Regions from separate parts of the Mus musculus genome. Here region 1 is linked to region 2. A link is a contact called in public HiChIP or PLAC-seq data. All regions are on one chromosome and are shown on one strand. Each heading gives the region's core, a stretch centred on a gene start, on an enhancer-like site or on the middle of the called end of the contact. The rest is flanking DNA. Distances are from core to core; before and after follow the strand shown. Region 1 overlaps Pamr1 (peptidase domain containing associated with muscle regeneration 1). Region 2 overlaps Prr5l (proline rich 5 like).

Region 1 (4,521 bases), core at 612-3,111, 840 kb before region 2:
AGTCGGGGAGAGAAATCAGTAGATAAAGTGTTTGGCATACAACTGTGAGGATCAGAGTTCTAATCCTCAACCCCTACATAGCAGCACATCTGCAATCCCTACCCTTGGAAGGCAGAGACGGGATCCCTAGGGCGAGTTGACTAGCTAGATTATCCAGATCAATAAGTTTCAGGGTCAAAAAGAATCTCTACCTCAATAAATAAAATCTCCATCGATCAGGAGTGATCAAGGAAGACTTCTGAAGTCAACTTCTGTACCAAACGCATACTCATACATATGTAACCATACACATGCACACATATACAGAAGCATACATACCACTCACATATAAACACAAAAATGAATCAAAATAAATTTTAAGAAGAAAGCATCAGCACTATTGGTGAACATAGAAACAGCTAAAACTCAGAGTACCAAATTTTACTCTTGGCTCCATCTGTTAGAATGTGGCTTTGGATATATCATCAACTTTCTTGTGTCTCAGTTCCCTCCTCTGTGCAGTATGGGTATTGATAGTACTTCATGGCTGGAAGAGAGAACCCAAAGGACTCAGGAAATGCTCTGCATATTATTTGCAGGATAAAGGTCAGCAATTATGCTCTGGGTCATATCAGTAAGTGATTCATACAAGAGAGCTTTGCTTCAAATAACAAGCAAGCTCAGGGAAGGTACGGTTATACTCTGATGGCGCTATAAATGATGGGTGTGAGATGATAGTACCATTTAGACCTGACCCAGTTTTAAGTCACTCACCTATTAGCTCATTTAGCCCTAAAAACAATCCACTCATATGAATGTCACTGCAGTTGAAGGTGATGGTGACAGTGTAAGACTCTAGAAGAAACACCCCATCTTATAGATGTGAACCTGGAGTCACACAAGTAATAAATATCAGAGATAGAGTTCAAATACAGGTAGCCTGTTTCTAGAGTCAAAGTGCTTAACCAATATGCTGGTCTGGCCCACAGACATTATTCCTGATTCTGAATGGCAGCAACAGCCTTAACATATATTGGAGCTTGTTCTGAGCTGGGCACATACTGCTTATGTGCATATGTGCATACTGCTTACCTCGTGCTTCCACGTGTTAATTCATTCTCAGTGACATAATAAGCTCACATTTTATGGATGAAGAAATTGAGACAACAAAAGGTCAAGTACCTTGGCCAAAGGTACACAGTATTTAGCAGAGCTGAGACCCTGTCTGTATGCATCAGACAGCACTCTTCTCATTCACACCAACACCTGTGCTGAAAACCCTTGGATGTCTGGATCCCAATTGAGACCCATTCTATTAACATCACTAGAGATAGAATCTAGATTTCTGCCTTTCAGACCAAACAAACCCTCCTTTCAGAACTGCATCTCTATCGTGCTGCTTCAACCAGCGTCCTCCAGTCCATGAGAAGTTAGACTTATATGGGGTCTCCCCTCCCACTAGCCTAAAAATCCAGGATGATGTCCTGACTCCTTAACAAAGAGAATCTTGAGAGGACCCTACATTCTAGATCCCACATCCACTGAATCTGTTCCTCTTTTGTGCTGATAGACAACCATAGGCAGTATATCTTACCACAGTGCTGAGGGCCATGCAGGGGGAATGAACAATGGCCTTAGAACTCATGGATTGCTCGCCACTGTACCACCACAGCTACATGGGTGAGCCTTGGTGTGGCACAGCCCCGAGGGCCATGTGTCCTGAAGACTTTATGCTATTGCAGAGTTCTGCTCTGCTTGCTACCTCACATCCCTCTTCATCTAAGAATTGTATGAAAACTCCAGAGAGGCTTCCAGTCCCTCACTAGGCAGTATCTCTGGCACTCACAGTAACAATCCTTGATCCCCTTCAGGCATTGCTGCTGCTGCAGATTAATGATTGACTCTATCCCCACCTTAGAGAGGAATTTAGAGATGTCAATTGTCAGCAATGACCACCACCCTTAGAAAACATTTGGGAAAATAAGGTTGTTAGTGAAGCTAGACTGAGATGTTTTTACTACTGGATCTGATGTAGAAAGTCTTAGGATACAATTTAAAGTTCAGAAAGGCGCACTCTTATTAGTTAAGCTAGGGACTGTTTGTGATCAGGGAACAAGAACAATGGCGGCACTGGCTGACGTGACTCTTACTGAGGCTGGACTGGGGATGATTGACTTCTTATACCCATTTTGCCCTTAGCTTCCTGATATGATTTAGTAAGAATTGCTAATGAATAGATATGCATTTTGAGGGTGTAAAGTAGATGGGACTGGTTTTTATATAAAAGTTTAGATTTGTGATTCTTTTAAGATTTTTACCAGATTATTTTTAAAGATAAATAATTAAATAATTACTTCTTTCCTTGTAACCATAAATTGTTGCCTGCTGGTAGAAGAAACTGGCTGAGAAAACTCCCTTGCTTGCTTACACATTGTTAATCTATAACTAGTTGCTGAATTATGAATGTACATGGGTTTTGGGGAACAATTTGTTTTCTTTTTACCTGTACTATGTAATGTTTTTATTGTATTAGAGAACATACTAGTTTTTTTTCATAATCATTTACTAGAAGAAAACTAAAACATAATCACACTGTAATTTTAGACTGCTTGGAAGATTTTGCTAGAAATATAAGCAATGGAAGGAAGAATAAAGTGTGTAGGGCTGGAGCATTGTCCTTCCATCCATCAACTATGTGTATGTATGTGTGTGTATAAGGTTTGTGTGCATGGGATCTGGAACATAGTTCCTTCTACCCATGTATATATAAAGCTTGTCTGGGTCTGTGTTGGAGCTTGTGTGTATTTATGTATGTATATGCAAAATGCTTACACCCTGCTTGCTGGAGCTTTGCTCTAACCATTCTATGTGTGAATGTGTATACGTCTGTCTGTAGTTATGTATGTATGTATGTATGTATGTATGTATGTATGCATGTATACATTTGTGTATATGAAATTATTGGACTCTGCCTTTTGTTTTATCTACTCAGTGTATGTGTGTATATATGTGTGTATGTGCAGTGTGTGTGTGTGTGAGTGTATGTATGTGCGAATTTTCTTCCTTTCCCTTTTCTAACTGCTTCTTCAGCCCCTGTAGGTATCTGGATCCACTTGTGTCAGCTGCTCTCAACACTCATCCTTCATCAGCTGCCTTCCTCAATTTACCCTCCTGTACCAAAGCTGGTCTTTGGCACCATAGCCTTTCTCCAAAGCCACAAAGGTGTCATTGCACTCATAGGTGACAATAGCCATAAAGGACTTTGGAAGAAGAATTGCATAATTTTCAGACCTTGCCATTCTTATCTGTGTAATTTTTCTCTTTTGAATAATAGCTTTGTTTAAATCACAGAGAAGGAAGAGTGTGGGGAAACAGGTCCTCCAAGTCCACACATACACAACATTGCAAGCAATTTCTTCAAGTCTCTCTGTACCACTCTTGGTTCTTCCCACCTCCCTTTAGGTCTTCTCTCTCTTCTAATGCTTCCTGTCTCAGTCTGATTTTTTTTTTTGGTTCCTGTAATAAAACACACAACACTGGATAATTTATAGACTATAGCTTTATTTAGCTCATGTTTCTGGACACTGGGAAGTCTAAGACCATATGACTGGGAATTTCCCAGCTTCTGATGAAGGGCTCCTTTCTAAATAACATGGTAGAGGAGACTGAGACAGTGCAAGCAAACTAGAGGAAATTCCCTTATATATAACAAAGTCACTGTCTCCAAAACCCAAAGGCTAATCCATCCATTAATAGACCCCATCACCTTCCAAAGGTCCCATCTCTACTTAACATATGAAGTTGGGGGTTAACTTCTCTACATATAAAACTGGGGCACACATACAAACCATAGTGCCTCTCATTCATGTAGCTTTTAATAGGGCATACATCACATCCTGCTGCCTCTCTTTAGACATGGAAATTCCTCATCCACAGCCAAGGAGAACTCGAAACCTACAATCTTGGAGAAACCCCTCATTTGCCTTTATCCTCATCAACTGTGGTCAGAAGACCTTGATAGCACACTTCTGGGATATTTTGAATTTGAGAATATAAGATGAACAGATTTTCTTCCTTTTTATTGACATTGGTTACAGGGGGGGAAATGTTGAAGGTTAGAGAGATGGCTTAGTTGTTAAGAGCACTGTCTGTTCCTGTAGAGGACAATTTCCAGCACCCATTTACAAACATCTATAACTCCAGCTCCAGGGAATCTGAGACTTGGGACCTCTATGGGCATTTCTACTCAAGTGCACACACCCATACTCAGACATACAGCTACACATAATTAAAAGTAATAAAAAGAAATCTTAAAACCAATTGAATAATGCACTCAAATACACTTGGCAATAAAATACACTAAGATTTATATCAGCTGAAGAATCCAAATGGCCTTGTTAAAGAGGATGAAATTTAAAGTGTGCCTTTAACATTCAATTTGGGTTTCTCTAGACCCAGGTATTTGGTCTTCAATCAGATATGTCCAACCCATAGTCCACCCAAAGACAGCTATGAATGAGCCCAACACAAAAACATAAATGT
Region 2 (4,589 bases), core at 1,004-3,503:
CATGCTGCTGCAGGTGTACCTGTGAGCAAAGTGAGATGTACCCCTGCCCACAGTCCAGTGAGGGGCGAAATTACACAGATCCTCTACGGGAGAAGCACAGGGCCCACCCACCCAGGACACTGGGGAAGGCTCCCTGTAGGAAGTGGGGTCTGTTTGGGGAAATGTAAAATGGGCAGAATTAGCTGAGTAAACAAAGCGGGTGGTGGGCTACCCAGTCAGGAAGGACCAATGGGAGGACTTCCAGGGTCGTGGAGAGCTCTCTTGAGATGGACCTCTCAAGAAACTAAAGGAGTTTCAGAGGTGCAGAGTTACTAGCAGCAAGAAGCAGTGCAGGCCCTGGCCAAATTGTGTGTACTGTGCTGGGTGTGTAGTCACTGGGCCCTTTGAGTTAGAATCCAAAAGCTAAGCTCTTCTGCAGCTGTTATGGACAGTCCACCATCCTTCATGCCCAAACTGTCAGCATTGAGGGTGTGAGGTCATTAAGGGATAGTGGCTTAGGCGATCCTTAGTCCAAGAGGTGTCCCAGGCCAGACATTCGTCCAGACCTCTACATGTTAAAAGCTGAGGAGACCTTCCTTACCCTTTGGGGATAGAGACTGCTATAGCATTCATAAACTGGAGATGGCTCTGTGGTTGAGAGCACTGGTTGCTCTTCCAGAGGTCCTGAGTTTGATTTCCAGCAAGCACATGGTGGCTCACAACCATCTGTGATGGGATCCAGTGCCCTCTTCCGGTGTACGTGAAAAATAGATCACTCATATACATAAACTAAGTATGTATGTGAAAGTAGCATTCACTCAGCCTGGGGCAGGGGGGTATTAAGACAATAATTGGGATCTTGGAGAAATGGCATAAAGGTTACAAACATATTGCTCTTAGAGAAGACCCACGTCCGGTTTCTAGAACCCAATCCAAGTCCCTGTAACTTTAACTCCAGGGAGATTACAATACCTCTAACCCTGCATGTGAATAGGTGCACATGTGTGCTCATACCTGCACATAGACACACATAGATACACATAACTTTTAAAGAATGGACAATGAAAAAAATTTTAAGAGTTGCAGTGGACTCATGAGAGATGCTTTAGCTGAGGCAGGGCTGTGCTGTGTCTCCCCTGAGACCAACACGAGATTGCCAAGGCAGCCGGACCATCATCTGAAAGGCTACTCAGCCAACAGCCATGCTGCACACTCCTGTCCAGGCTTTGGCAGATGTACATGGCCCAAGGAGGGTGGTGCCACCCTCACTCTTGGGGTGCCTGAGAAGTGCCCCAGTTTTGCAGGCAAGAAAGGTAGAGACTTGCTGTTATGAAATATAAATTGTGAGATAATGCAGCAGGAGTGAGGGAGTACCAGGCAGGCCCCTGCCAAAGTGTCACCCTGGGAAATCACACATGTGACAGATCTAGGATAAAGAAAGCTTATGGGGGGGGGGGAGAGCAGGGGCGATAGAGAAGAACAGAAAGAGAGAAAGAGAGGCTACCTGGAAACACGGGGGAGCAGTGTGGGGGGGTGGGCCGGGGGAGAAAAAGAAGATGTGAGGGAGGAAGAGGAAGGCGTCTGGGGTATCGAGCATTTCTCGTATGCTGCCATAGGAGGCTTGCCCCTGGCTGAGGCACAGGTAGTAATGGCTTCGGTTGATGATGAAAGCTATTGCTAGGCAGTTGCTGGGCGGAACCTAGCAGAATTGTCCGTAAGCCAATACTTGCCCTATATCCCTGCTGTGTGCCCTGCATCCTGGACTCCAGAGATACCGAGGCAGTGTCTTGCCTGACCTGGATTTGCTTTAGAACAATAGATAAGTGATTCTATCCAAGGGTCCAAATGGAGTGTGTGTTTGTGTGTGTGCACACGTGTGTGTTCATACATGCGTGCAAGCCCTCCCCTCCAAAGCCCCACTTTTTCTTTTCAGATTACAAGAGGAAAATGGAAGTATCAAGTAAGGAGGGTAGCAGTGAATCTAAAAGAAAAGCAGCAACAACAACAACACCACACACACACACACACACACACACACACACACACACACACACACACACACACACACAGTGCAGGAGGCCAGGCCCAAGTGCTACCTTTCAAGTTACCCAAATTCCTGAGCTACTTGGGATTTTTCTGGGGCTCTCAGGGCCTCTTCCCTGCAGCAAACATTCCCAGGCTGGATTCCTCCCCTAAAAAAGCCCTCCCAGTCCTCCACAGCCTCATTCCGTTATATCCCTGGGGCCCTCTGCCTATCCCTGGGGGCCTCTGCCTATCCAGCTGGACACTACCTTCTCTGCATGACAAAGGCCCTGTGGGCCTTTGCTGCTTCTGGACTGGAGCAGGAGCCCGCAATGGCAGGGGCATTCTGGGAGCCTAGGAGATCAAAGGCTTACTGGGGAGCCAGTCCCCAAACAAAGGACTGCTCCACCCTAGCTTTGCCTCTCTAGGAGTCTAAAAGAAACTGCCATTGCTGGCTTCCACAGAAATTAATGCCTGACATGGTTAGGGACCTGTGAGGAAAAGGCTTTCAAAAGAAAGTTAAGGATGGTAAGGTAGCAGACAAGCCTCTCTCTGCAAAAAGTGCCGCTTTACAAGGAAAGCCCAGACTTTAGGTGTCTCAGGAGTTCCTAGGACGACAATCTCAGTGGGTGCCTCTGTGGGAGACCCCATTTCCCCTGAGCCCATGGTCCTCAGGTCTCAGCCTTTGGCTTGCAGGCTTCCCAAGGAGCCTATTGGGGTTGACTGAGGGAGTCACCCTTCAGCTGACTTCTCTGAGGATTAACTCTAGTGACTGGCAGCTCATCAAGGAAGCACTGTCTGCCAGCAGACTTGGCAAACCACGGGGTCCGTGTGATCTGGGCTTTGCCAGCATCAAGTTTAGGACCAAAACATTCTTCCTGAGAGTTGAAAGGCAGTGCTAACTGTAGGCCTCGCTTGCAAGTCCCTTCAGGGTGAGAGAGGAGGCTGTGTGGAAAGTGTGGGGCCTCAGTGACTACAAGGATCAGGGCTCAACTGTGTAGTCTGGCGTTAGCTACCTACCTTCTTGGAGCAGCCTGAGGCTTGAACACCAGCTCTGGCCTTCTTCTGGGAGCAATGAAGAAGAAAGAGCATTGATGGTGGGGCCAAACAGGCAGTGCCACATATCATGGGCCCCTTGGGAGTAGCTTGTCCCCCTCTTCCTCCAGGTGTGAGGATTACCTACTCATCTTTCCCTGGACTCGAACCCTTGTCAAGCTGTGGGATTTGATTGCCCTCCTCCCTGAGCTGTGCAAGCCAGGGAAGACATGCTTCTTTGTAACCAGACCCTAGAGAGGTCTGTGTGACTTGAGTCTATAAACCAGTCCCTAGTAGTACGGCCATCTGAAGTGCTCTTTCTTCAAGACCTCTCTCTAGGAGCTACGAAGATACTTCAGTGAGTAAAGTGCTTGCCAAGGGTAAGGACTGAAACCTAACCCCAGAATCCATGCTGGGCATGGTGGTATAACTTCAACCCCACGAATGAGATCCCTGGAGCTTGCTGAATTGGTGGGGGCCCAGGTTCAGGGTGAGAGCCAGTCTCAAAAATCTAAGGTGGAGAAGTGGTTGAGAGAGCCTCCATAAGCATGTCCACACACATGTATGTGTACATGTGAGATATATGTCTCTTACACACACACACACACACACACACACACACACGGTTCTCTGGATTTCCAGGATACTCTTGGTACCTCTACTCTGACATTTTTCACATTGATATCAGGGAAACCAAGGTTGCATCTTAGGGTTCTTAGTCTCATTAATACAATAATTTTAAGAGGAAGTTGAAGGACAATTTTATTGGAGTTGAAATGAAAAACTTCTATTAGGGGGAATGTCCTTTGATTTAGCAGCACTGGTGTGGTCCACGCCTTTAATCTCAGCATTCTGGAGGCAACATAAATGGAGCTCTGAGTTCAAGGCTAGCCCAGTCTACAGAGTGAGTTCCAGGACAGCCAGGGCTACACAGAGAAACCCTGTCCTGGGGGGATGGAGTGGGGAGGGGCCCACTAAAACAAAAGATTGAAAGCCGTATCAGTGGGGTTGTAGGAGGGCGAGGGATGGGTCTGGCATGAATTAGGGGAAGGGGCTGGAGGTGAATATGATCAAAATAAAATACGGTGTATGGAATTTCAAAGAAGATAAAAATACTAAAAACAAAAGAAATTACACCAGGACAGGCAAGGTATAAATTTCAGCAGCTGCCCGGAGGAGAAAGTCTGAGGGATTGGGCATACGGTTTGACTTACTGGAACGGGGCACATCATGTGGTAACAAGTGGCCATGTGGCAAGGACGAGAGCGGCAGAGAAAGAGTAAGGAAGCCTGCGGTGTCAGGAAAAGCATCCGTGTGTTTTAAGTCAGCATCGAAAAGAAAAGTGAATAAAAGATCAAAAACCAAACCAAACAAACAAACCAGGAAAATTACAGCTTTCTCAGAACTGTAGGCAGACCAGGCTGAACTTCAGGCATTGTGTCAGGGGAATTCTAGATAGGAAAATATAGTAGCTCACTAAAGGAATAATAGTTCTGCCTATCTCTTTAGCATGGCTTAAAGGTGACCCTGCTTTCCCGGCCATAGTTCCGTGG

What was found. HiChIP or PLAC-seq counts read pairs in DNA pulled down with a chosen protein or histone mark.
Region 1: a contact with region 2 is called in an H3K27ac HiChIP or PLAC-seq map of extraembryonic endoderm stem cells, with 14 times the contacts expected there. The contact joins two enhancer-like sites. A contact is called at or near these places in 2 of 39 promoter capture datasets (cranial neural crest and hippocampal neurons), 1 of 115 datasets of contacts at active chromatin or transcription factors (extraembryonic endoderm stem cells) and 1 of 9 other capture datasets (embryonic stem cells).

Annotation. Positions count from the first base shown.
Region 1 is chr2:102,561,366-102,565,886 of GRCm38.p6, reverse strand. All of the region lies in intron 1 of Pamr1 (peptidase domain containing associated with muscle regeneration 1), which reads right to left. Among named protein-coding and RNA genes, the nearest start is that of Pamr1, 14 kb to the right of the region's middle. Within about 2 kb of position 1,861, at least 5 of the 459 cell types and tissues checked have an H3K27ac peak or open chromatin away from gene starts, as enhancers often do. A contact at or near this core is called in extraembryonic endoderm stem cells, where this site is marked.
Region 2 is chr2:101,720,790-101,725,378 of GRCm38.p6, reverse strand. The region is part of intron 8 of Prr5l (proline rich 5 like); the gene reads left to right. Among named protein-coding and RNA genes, the nearest start is that of Traf6, 45 kb to the right of the region's middle. Within about 2 kb of position 2,253, at least 89 of the 459 cell types and tissues checked have an H3K27ac peak or open chromatin away from gene starts, as enhancers often do. A contact at or near this core is called in extraembryonic endoderm stem cells, where this site is marked.